Linked DNA regions of Sus scrofa: regions 2 and 3 are each linked to region 1. Evidence: chromatin contacts called from public HiChIP or PLAC-seq data. All regions are on one chromosome and are shown on one strand. Each heading gives the region's core, a stretch centred on a gene start, on an enhancer-like site or on the middle of the called end of the contact. The rest is flanking DNA. Distances are from core to core; before and after follow the strand shown. Region 1 holds the start of GLRX5 (glutaredoxin-related protein 5, mitochondrial). Region 2 holds the start of PAPOLA (poly(A) polymerase alpha). Region 3 holds the start of GSKIP (GSK3B interacting protein).

Evidence for each region. HiChIP or PLAC-seq counts read pairs in DNA pulled down with a chosen protein or histone mark.
Region 2: an H3K27ac HiChIP or PLAC-seq map of alveolar macrophages shows a contact between it and region 1, with 12 times the contacts expected there. The contact joins the promoter of PAPOLA here to the promoter of GLRX5 in region 1. A contact is called at or near these places in 1 of 5 promoter capture datasets (fetal liver) and 1 of 2 datasets of contacts at active chromatin or transcription factors (alveolar macrophages).
Region 3: a contact with region 1 is called in an H3K27ac HiChIP or PLAC-seq map of alveolar macrophages. The contact joins the promoter of GSKIP here to the promoter of GLRX5 in region 1. A contact is called at or near these places in 1 of 5 promoter capture datasets (liver) and 1 of 2 datasets of contacts at active chromatin or transcription factors (alveolar macrophages).

The regions. Positions count from the first base shown.
Region 1 is chr7:116,785,366-116,788,866 of Sscrofa11.1, reverse strand. It overlaps GLRX5 (glutaredoxin-related protein 5, mitochondrial), which reads right to left and starts at 1,521. Exons shown (of 2, transcript XM_001928993.6): 1 at 1,102-1,521. The coding sequence starts at 1,387. It overlaps LOC100525590 (a long non-coding RNA gene), which reads left to right and starts at 1,767. Exons shown (of 3, transcript XR_116071.3): 1 at 1,767-1,887; 2 at 2,169-2,381.
Region 2 is chr7:117,674,415-117,677,915 of Sscrofa11.1, reverse strand. PAPOLA (poly(A) polymerase alpha) reads right to left here and starts at 1,833. Exons shown (of 21, transcript XM_021099683.1): 1 at 1,300-1,833. The coding sequence starts at 1,307.
Region 3 is chr7:117,585,168-117,588,668 of Sscrofa11.1, reverse strand. GSKIP (GSK3B interacting protein) reads right to left here and starts at 1,862. Exons shown (of 3, transcript NM_001243496.1): 1 at 1,845-1,862. ATG2B (autophagy related 2B) reads left to right here and starts at 2,495. Exons shown (of 42, transcript NM_001190277.1): 1 at 2,495-2,656. The coding sequence starts at 2,495.

The DNA.
Region 1 (3,501 bases), core at 272-2,771:
CGATTGACAACTTCAAAAGCAGAATTCTCCTTGTAGAACACCAGAGAACCTGGTGCCCTCAAACTCCCTCCAGAACACTGTCAAAAGCCTGATACGAGGGCGATGCTGGAACTCAGACACTGAAAGTCTAACGTAAAGGCCACCCTTCGGAGGGTACAAGCATCGTCTCCCCATTTCTCCAGCAACACCATCAACCCTAGCCAAGGGCAGACCCAGGGGTTCCGGTCTCTTCCTCTTTCTCTGCCTTCACTCAGATAAACAGAAGACTGCAGGGAAGGATCTTAGCTTGGAGTTCAACAGGAAAGACGCTAATTAGCTGCCAAGGCCCTCCACCTTGCCCCAGGGCCCAGGGAAAAGGCCCAGACCCTCCTCCATCTGCCTGGCCCTGGGCTCCTGGAGCTCCCAAACCTGAGTTAGCCGGGGCCCAAAAGTCATCCCTCCATCCCATCCCTACAAGCCTCTCCAAGCCCTAGCCCCCAGCTTTCCCCCATCTCGAGTACCTAAAAACGAATTTCCTATCTTTTTCTCCCACAACGCCAGAACCCGGCTAAGACCAGTCCAAAAGCTGTGTCAAGCCCCTCCTTGCAGCAACAACAGTGGCCGGTCCCTGACACCGCGAGCCTCGAGGCACAGCAGACCAGCCTCCGACCCCCTTGGCCTCAACCTCGGCCCTCCCTCCACCATCAACAGGACACTTATCCACGAGACAGGTCACGGCTTCAAAGTGTCTCCTTAGTGGTTCCCCCTGTATCCCTCTTTGTCCCACCTTCCCAGCTCTGCAGAGCGAGGAGTGAGGCTGCTGACCACGATACTTGGACTCAGCCCCAGAGAATGCCCCCGAATGCCTATTTCTGCTCAGAGTGAGGTTCGGGGGAACAGCTAAGTAAGGACTTACCCCACTGCCCAGGTTGGCCCAGGGCCCCAGATCCTCAAGACCCGGTTCAAGGTGATCACGCCCCCACTCCAGACCCTCCAACGCGGAGTGGAAGCCCGCGCCCTAACCCCGTTTGAACCTCCGCAGAGACCTTGGCGGAGAGACCCTCCCCCCCGCAGAGAGGCCTCGGCCTGTCGCCCCCCAGCCCCGCCCCCGCCGGCCCTGACCTTGCCGGAGCTGGGGGTCGTCCAGCACGTTGTAGGCCGCGTAGTCGCGGACGCCGTGCAGCCGCAGGATCTGCACCACGGCGTTGCTGAAGCCACACTGGGGCTGCTCTGGCGTCCCCTTGAGGAAGACCACCACCTTGTCCTTCTTCACCAGCGTGTCCAGATGCTCCGCTGAGCCGCTCCCGCCCGAGCTCGCCGCCCGCACGCCCGGGACCCACAGACCACCGCCTACGCCGCGCCCCCAGCGGAGCAGAGCCGCCGCCGCCCGGCCCAGGGACGCGCTCATCCCCGTACGCTCGCCGGAGCCCTGGACAGCTCGGGACCTGAGTTAGACAGCAGGAGCCTCGCTGGGGCCTGGCCAGCGGCGGCCCGCCCCGTCCCCCGGAGACCCTCATTGGACCGGCTCCGAATAGCTCTACGTGATTGGACAACGCTGGCCGGCAATTACTGGATTCTACCAATCATATTACTTGTCCCGCCCCGATAGCTTGGAGGAGGTCCTTAGCTTGACGCCTTACCATTGGCGGTTGGCAACCTCTCTATCAGTTGATTGGAGAGAGTGCATGTCCATCAAGGTCACGCTTGAGACTAGCAGAGGCGAAACCAGCGGGAAGACGACTTCGCCACCAAGGGCGGGCGGGCCTGCTGGGATACTCCGGGTGAGTGGGACGCACTGGGCGGGGTTTCGCCGTTCCGAGGATGTCGGGGAAGGGGGGTCACTGCCAGATGGAGGTTCCGGTTCCGGTGCAGTGTCTGGCTGGTTGCGTTGCTACGGCAGCGCGGTTGGTAGGTGCCTGGTTCTTGCCGTAAGGGTGGTAGCGGCGCTGGAGTAGGTCTGGGTCTAGGAGAGCGGCCCGGAGCGTCTGTAATGCCGCAGCCGTTCGCGGCGGGAGCGTGGACCAAGCCGGGCTCTGGCGGCCAGGCCTGCCGAGGGCTACCGCGTCCGACCTGGCCCTGTGCCTCGGAGCCTCTCGCGGTCCCGCCGCCCATGTGAGAGCGGAGGCCTGGTTTCCGCCCATGGGCCGCGATTACTTCACTAAAACAGCTTTTATTTTAAAACACTGTAGAGCGCTCTCGTCTGTGTGATCGGGGCTTCGCTGACTTTCCGGCCTACTTAAGCCCCTGGGCCTGGGCCCAGGAAGGGTTTGTTGAACCGGGAGCTAAGAAGGGAATTGGCTCGTTCGACAGACGTTTTCTGCGCAGCTGTGGCGTGCAAGGCACGGGGCCGGTGCGGGACCTCCAGAGAGACCTGTGCCCAAAGCTTGAGAAATGAGAAGCAGGTACAAAGCAATGTGGGGTGCAGAGGAGGGAAAGGCAGTTTCCTTAGACCCACTGCTTTCTCTAGTCTCCATTGTGCTTATTACACCTTGACACGTGTTTGCTAACTTGTTTGTTGACTTCTCTCCCGGACCCTCGACTTCATTCACTGCTGTATTCTCAGTACCTAGAACAGTGCTTGGAACGTGGCGGGTGCACATATTGGTGGAAAGAACGATTCCCGGGAGAGCGGGGCTCAGCGACATCGCCAAGTGATCTGTAGTCTTGGAGCCGCCCAGGGTTGGTGGTACCCTAGAGCACACCAGACTTGCAGAGAAAGCAGACTCAGAGGAAGCTGAGGCATAACTGCTCAAGAGCCAGCAGTACGATGTGCAATTTTCCTCTGATAGTTCCTGGGTACTGTTGCCACGGTGATAATGGCTGTGCCAGTGCCGTTATCTATCAACCGACAGTAAGAGCAGCTTTTTGCAGTCAGATATTGTTTAACAGATGGAGTGGTTTCTGTTGGACACTAAGTACTGCTACAAGTTACTTTTTTTAAAAATTATTTTAGGAGTTTCTGTTGTGACTAAGCGGAAACGAATCGCCCTAGCATCCATGACGACGCAGGTTTGATCCCTGGCCTTGCTCAGTGGGCTAAGGAATCCCGGTTGCCATGAGAGCTGTGGTGTAGGTCGCAGACCAGCTCGGATCTGGTGTTGCTGTGGCTGTGGTGTAGGCCAGGGGCTACAGCTAGGATTCGATCCCTAGCCTGGAACCTCCATATACTGCGGATTCGGCCCTAAAAAGACCAAAAAAAAAGAAAAAAAATTTTTTTTTTTTTGTTACTGAAATGTAGTTGATCTACAATGTTGTGTTAATTTCTGCTGTACATCAAAGTGATTCATTTATACATATATATTCTTTTCCATTATGGCTTATCACAGGATATTGAATAGAGTTGCCTGTGCTATATAGCAGGACCTTGTTGTTTATCCATTCTATGCATACTAGTTAGCAGCTGCTAATCTCAAATTCCCACTCCATCCCTCCCCCGCCCCTCACATTATTTTTTTTTAATTTAAAGTAGTTTATAAGTTGTTGCTGGAGGTGATCTGCTTCGGAGGCACTCCCATTTAAACA
Region 2 (3,501 bases), core at 584-3,083, 890 kb before region 1:
ACAGAAATAATCTGTTGATATGCCTCTCAAAAAATGACGGGGGGGGGAGGAAGGAGCATGAAATTCCTTTTTAAAACATCATGTAAAAAGTGACAGATGTCTTTAAAATCTGTATCAAAGAGCCTCACCTGTAAAGAGAGACGTACACCCACATACACACACACACAAGTAAAACTGTACGATCAGCGCTATTTGCAGAAAAGAAGTTTTTACTTAAAAAAAAAAAAAGGCTTAGGTGCTACACTAGGTGTCTAGAAACCATAAAATCTTTATTCTGCATTTAAGTAAAACGTCAAGGATGAATTCATGCTTCGTTTTGGGGCTACAAAGAAGAGAACTCGACCCCTCATCTCTTACACGTGAATCCTCAAACACGGAAGAAATGCAGTCTCACTATTCAGGCCTCTACGCTGCCGTATAAACGCAGGAAAAAAAAGACTGTAATCTTTCCATCCCAACAATGAGTTCTCACATTACATCCCGTTCTCTGAGAGGAAAAAAGAAAACTTTTTAAAGACCCTACAAGGGAAAGAAAGTATAAATGTAGGCCTAGTGAGATTAGAAGACATAGCTGGACTAGCTTTCAGTGCACAATCAGAAAAACACAAAGTACCACTCGATAGAGGAGGAAGCAGGATGATATCCGGCTACCCTATGAAAACAAAATAGGGAGAGCAAGTCGTAATTGCAACGCCTTTCGAGGGGGCACCCTGGAAAGTGCCCCTTTCCCGACGGCTGAAAAGCCAGGGAGTGGGGGACTGGGGCGGGGGAGGAATTCAAACCGTGGGACTCAACGCTCAAAATTGGGTTTTTAACTAGTGCTCATCAAGCTCAGACGTGGAAGTGGATTAACAGCGGCGCACGATGTAGGCACCTTGGAAACGGGAAACGCAGGCCGGGAACACAGGCAGAGAATTGGGCCGGAGAGGCTCCGGGGGGCGAGCCCGCCGCGCATGCAGACCCCGCGAGGAGCAGGGCCTTCCTCCCCGACACTGGGGGTTTTTTACCCCCTTCCTTTTAGCGGAGAAGTGGGAGCAGCAGCGTTGGAGGTGCCTCCGGCCCTTCCGGAAGAGGAAAGCCCCCGGCCCGACGGCCGCCGAAGCCAGGAAGGGGTGGGGGGAAGCGGGAACCGAGCAGAAGGGGAAGTGCGGCGGCGAGCAGGAAAGGAAACAGGAAGAGCCCCAGTCCCGCCTGCCTCCCCCACGGGGCGAGGGCCCGGCTCGCGCGCCCCCTCCCCCTCCCCTGACGCCCCCCGGGCCCCGCCGGCGTGCGAGAGAAAACAGAATACAAATCACTTACAACGGCATCGTCTCCTGCGCCGGCACCGCCCAGTCACTTCCCCCCCGCAACCGCCGCCGCTGCCGCCCTGGGCATGATCCACTGAGGCGGGAGGGAGGGGGGGCCTGCCTCAGCCCTGGGTCCAACCCCACTCCCGCACCCGCTCCCGCCGCTTTAAGCGCTTCTCCTCCTTCCCCTTCGTCCTAACATGGCGCCCGAGCGCTACCACAGCAACGTTCTAGAACCGCTGACGCCGCCACGCACGCCGTGCGTGCGCCTGCGCAACAGCGGCCCGCCGCCGCGAAGCCCCACGGGAAAGGTAGTTCCCGCGCCGGCCGGCGCTCTGGCGATTTACGCCCCAATCCTGTCGGCTTCCTTGGCGGTGTCAGGGAGCGGTGGAAGCGGTGCGGAACCCTCCCGGCGGCGGGGCGTCGCTCGAGTCGGACCGCTGTCGTCGCCCACGGGGGCGATGCGCATGGACGGCGCGAGGGAGAGCCCAGAGAGGCGCCGCTTCCGGCGCCTTGTGAGGTCCGGCCGTTCTCGCCGCCCGGGGTCGCGGCGGCTGCGCTGTCCCTCGGGCGGCGTCGGCTGAGGCTCTTGGAGGAGATCGAGGCGCCCACGCGTGCCCCCGAGAGGTGCCCGCCGAGCGCGAGGCTCAGGACAGGGCCACTTGGGTTGTAACAAACTACTCATCCGCTTTGTACTTGTCTGCAAAGTGAGAGTTATGCTTGCTTCCGAGGGCAGTGGCACCTCTTTAATGCTGTAATGCAAGAGGGGTGGGTGCTTGGCACAGCCGGGGACAGAGGGCGCAGGGATGTTACTGCGACTCCCTCCTATTCCACTGGATTCGGTTCCCCCTACCCGGAACTTTGGAGCTTTTCTGTCCACCGATATGTACGCAGGCTCTCAGGAAATATCTGTTGAATGAGTAGTACTCTGAGGACAGAGGATTCGGGAACAAGAGCTAATTTTATCTCTGTAACTGTTGGTGCACTGGAACTCACTGATAAAGCTGTCATTCAATGGAAGCCGAGACAGCAGTGATCCTTGGGATTTTAGCCAAGGCCCTTTCGCTGGTAGTTTCCCAGAGGTGTTTGGTAGCTCTTTCTAGCCCTGGGGTGGGATCTGGGAGTTTCCTCCCCACCTCCAGCAGAAGTTTGATAAAGAGTGCCTGAGACAGACTTGACTCTGACATTCCTTACTTTTTCGAATTTAGGAAGCGTTCCAAAGTGTCACAAAGAAGGTTGATGGCGGGGAGGGAAGGAATCAAACAAAGGAAAGTTCTGAATTCTTTATATCACTATGCATTTGTACATCCTCAGGAATCCTGTTTGACAAAGGATTTCCCTGTTTTCACTGCTATCTAGTGGGACTAGCCTTCTAAAGGCTCTGTCAGTGGGAAGAGCATGGGCACTAAACCCGAATTGTCCAGGAGGGTAGCCACATGTGTCTTTTGAGCACTTGAGATGACGCTAGTCCGTTTAAGATGTGCTGTGAGTATAAATTACACACGGATTTCAGAGATCTTAGTATGAACAAAAGAATGTGAAAAACCTGACAATTTTTTATATTGTGTTTTTATAATTATTGCATTGTAGAAAATATGACAGTTTTTCCTGTTTTTGCTTTTCAACGTGTGGCTACTAGAAAAATTTGAATTATATATGTGGCGCTCGTTTCTATTAAACGGCAATGATCTAGAGACAGACGTGTTTGATTCTCAATTCTATTTATTCCTTTACCCTCTTGTCATCAAGGTGGCTTTAGTTGGGGGCCCAGTGGTAGACCTGACCTTAAAATTTTGAACATCTTGGAGTTCTCATCGTGGTGCAGCGGAACCAAATCTGACTAGGAACCATGAGGTTGCAGGTTTGATCCCTGGCCTTGCTCAGTGGGTTAAGGATCTGGCGTTGCCATGAGCTGTGTGGTGTAGGTCATAGACTTGGTTCAGATCTGGCATTACTGTGGCTGTGGCTGTCAGCTGCAGCTCTGATTCAAGCCCTAGCCTGGGAACCTCCATATGCCTTGGGTGCAGCCCTAAAAAAGCAAAAAAAAAAAAAAAAAAAAAAATTGAAAATCTGAGATCCTGTTATATCAAAATATTAAGGCCAGGTCCTGGGAGTTCCCCTTGTGGAGCAGCGGAGATGAATCTGACTAGTATCCATAAGGATGTAGGTTCGATCCCTGGCCTTGCTTGGTGGGTCAGGGATCTGGTGTTGGATG
Region 3 (3,501 bases), core at 613-3,112, 800 kb before region 1:
AGTCTTTTCTCAACACAGCAGTTAGCATGATCTGTAAAAACTTCATCAGATTATGTCACTCAGTTCCTCAAACCCATGTAATTCACCAAGTGAAAAGTCAAAGTCTCTATAATGGCCTATAAGGCCTTACATGACACACCCCCACTTCCATCCCACTCCTGCCAATTCCCCCAGCTCTGCTCCTCTTTCCTGACATTCCTTGAACTCACTAAGCATGCTCTTACCACAGGGCCTTGCACTCTGCTGTTCCCCATGCCTGGAAAACTCTTACATGTATTCACATGCCTTGCTCCCCAGCTACCTCTAAGTCTCTGCTAAAATATCACCTTCTCAACCGAGGGAGGACTTCCCTAACCCCTATGAAAAGCTGACAAATCTCTCCCCTTTCCACTCTCTTTACATTGCTTTATTTTTTTTCTACAGCACTTATCACATGGCTTATGATATATTTGATTTTAGTCTGTGTGCCCATAAAACGTAAGCACTCCCTGAGGGCAAGGACTTGATCTGTTCACTGCAGCATCTCCAGCACCTAGAACAATCCCTGGCACATAGCAGGCAACCAATAAACACTTACTGAATAAAGGAATGGGCTTTTCACTATAGAACATAAGATCCCTGAATTTCTCTTCACCTTTTTCACATCACCAATGGTACAGATTTTCATGTAATGGATCCTTAACAAACATTTTTAAATGAATGAAGAGCAAGGAAACCGAAGGTACTGAGAATGCTTGGGCCAAGTCTACAAAGAATGAGAGGTACCAAAATTCGCAGCACTTGTATGACCCTGGAAAGCACAGTGGTTCTAAAATGAAAAGGTGGTTGAAGGAAGGGGATCCAGAGCTTTTTCCATCTGCCAACGTTTCTGGGCTGTGTTAATACTTCTAAGACGTTTGTTATCAACATACAAACGAAATCTCCTTAAACCAGTTGTCCTAATTGACTATTCTTCATTACACGGTATGCATCTGGACTCGTTTACATTCGTTCTCTAGTTAACCGGTTTAGGATTCCTAATAATCTTTGGAGGTAAGATATTACTAACATGCCTACAGTCGACAAAGACTCAGAGAGGGTAGTGGCCAGTTGAAGGTGTCTCGGCTAATAAGTGCCAGGAGCTGGAGTCTAACCCAGGGCACCTGGCTTCCGGGTTATGGAACACCGGCACTCAGGCCTTCTCGGGGTTGACCAAGTGCAAAGCCGGCTCCGCCTCTGCAGGAGTTGCCTCGTAAAAGGCAGAAATCCGACTGCGCAGATTCCCAGAACAGCACAGGTACCTTGCCCAGGTTTCCCCGGGGTCGGAAGGCTTTGGCATCGATCACAGAAAGCAGTTCTGCCCACCAATGCCTCGAAGACTCGAAGTTTCCCGTCGCTGGCGCAGCACACCCAGGATGGATAAAGCGCTTTGGAAACTGCAAAGCCGCTAGCTAGAGAGCAGCGAAAATGAAGCTTTGGAAAACAGTATCTAAATGAGGCGGGCGACGAATAACTTACCGACAATGGGCACCGGTCAATACTGGGGGTAGGGGAATGTTAGGGAGTGTGTGTGTGTGTGTGTGTGTGTGTGTGTGTGTGTGTGTGGAGGGGGTGAGCCAGACGGGCTGCAGCCCTTCAGGTGGAGCTCGCGGCGTCCCGAGCGCCCGTTTCGGGGTCCTGGTCTAAGGTGACAGGGACGGCCGAGGCTGGAGCCGCTCCCAGACCCCTCTTTGCACGGGGGCCTCTTCCGCCCTAGCCCCTCACGGCCCAACCCGCTGCGCCGCGTCCCGCTCAGAAAGCCCTGGGTCCGCCCCCGAACCCCCCTCGGCCTCCCGCCGCCCATCGCCAGCCCCGCGGCTGCTCACCTGTGCTCGCCCCGCGCCTTCCTCTTCTTCCCTCCGGAGGCTTCGGGAACCGACCTGCGGCGCCGCCCCCTCGCTCCCCACTCTCGCCCCGCCCCCTCGGAGCCGGAACTGCTCCCTTCCGGTCTCCTTTCCCCGCCTCTTTCGGACCCCCCCCCCCAGTGTGGCGTCACTTCCGTCTGCGCCCGGCCCAGGACTGGGAATCCAAGTCTCGCGAACGCGCCAGGGGCGTCCCGCAGCCGGGAGCGCGCCCCGCGGATGACAACAAATTCGTCGCGCGGCAGCGGTGGAGGAGTCCGTCTCAGCCCCGGTCGCAGGCGGTGCTGCCGCCTCGTGCGGTGTCTTGCACCCTCTTTCTGTGCCGACCAGGAACCCCTTGGAAGCCCCCAGGCTTGGGGCCGCTGGGACTCCGCACCTTGCCCGCGCCAGGCCTAGCGCGAGCGGCGCGGCGCTGGTGATGGGGTCGCCCTGAGGGACGCCCAGCGCTGAGCGGGCATGGAGGGCCCTCCCCGGGCCTAGGCCCCGCTGCAGCCTGGGCACACTGGCCGGGATCTGAGGCGCCGTCACCGCCGCCGCCGCCGCCTGGAGCGGGAGCCTGGCCCCGAGGCCGGAGCCGCCTGCAGCCCCCGTCAGCCCATCTGCCAGCCCTCATCATGCCTTGGCCGTTTTCAGAGTCCATCAAGAAGAGAGCCTGTAGGTACCTCCTGCAGAGGTACCTGGGCCACTTTCTGCAGGAGAAACTGAGCCTGGAGCAGCTCAGCTTGGACCTGTACCAGGGCACCGGGTCCCTCGCCCAGGTCCCCTTGGACAAATGGGTAAGAGCTGCCGGCGGCCAGCCTGGCGGAACTCACTCTACTCTTAAGGGCGCTTTGACCTAGTGTCATCCAGGATTGGTGACGTTCAGTCCCTCCCTGGGAATTGTTTGGCTCTAAGTGGGGCAGGACCCCAGAGAAATGTGTTCAAATGTTGTTTAATCTGTTTCTAGCAAGTTTGCGCTCCCAAATCACGTGCTCCAGAAACTTAACAGAGGTGATGGAGTCTACACTGTGGGAATCAGTGGTGTCTGGTTTTTTTTTTTGGTGGAGGGGAGGGCCGGGGGAGGTCTGCGGAAGGTGACCAGTGCTTCCCATGGGGATAGGAAGGGTTGCGGGGTGCTGTGCAAACAAACTCTGTTTCGTGGGCTGGGACTGCAGAAAGATTAAGGATGAGGAGGATCTTTGGGGATGTCAGCATGCCTAAATATTTCTTTATTTAGGGTTGATTCCTTGCACACTGCGGCCCCCCGGGCAGCGTTTGCGATGTGGAGGAAAGTTAGGTGAAGCCCTCCTCTGCCGGTTGCCTGCTTTTGCTTGATGATACGTTTATAAGGCCAGTCGGTGAATAGTTGCGTGGCTTTAATAGTGCTGTCTGGTGGTGCCTGTTTGCTTCACGTGACCGATCGTAAAAGCAGGTGTTGCAAAAGCGCTGACGCTGCAGCTTTCGGACATTTAAAAACCCGTTTTCCGCGCCTCATCCAGAGGTGGTGAATTGACTCCTTGTGTGAACAGGCGCTCATGTCTAGTTGCGCCTGCATCTGTATGTTTTCAGTGTAGAGTATTTTACTTCATGTGTACTCAGCCTTGAATGGCAAGAATGGAGTGGCTCTCTCCCACTCCCCCCC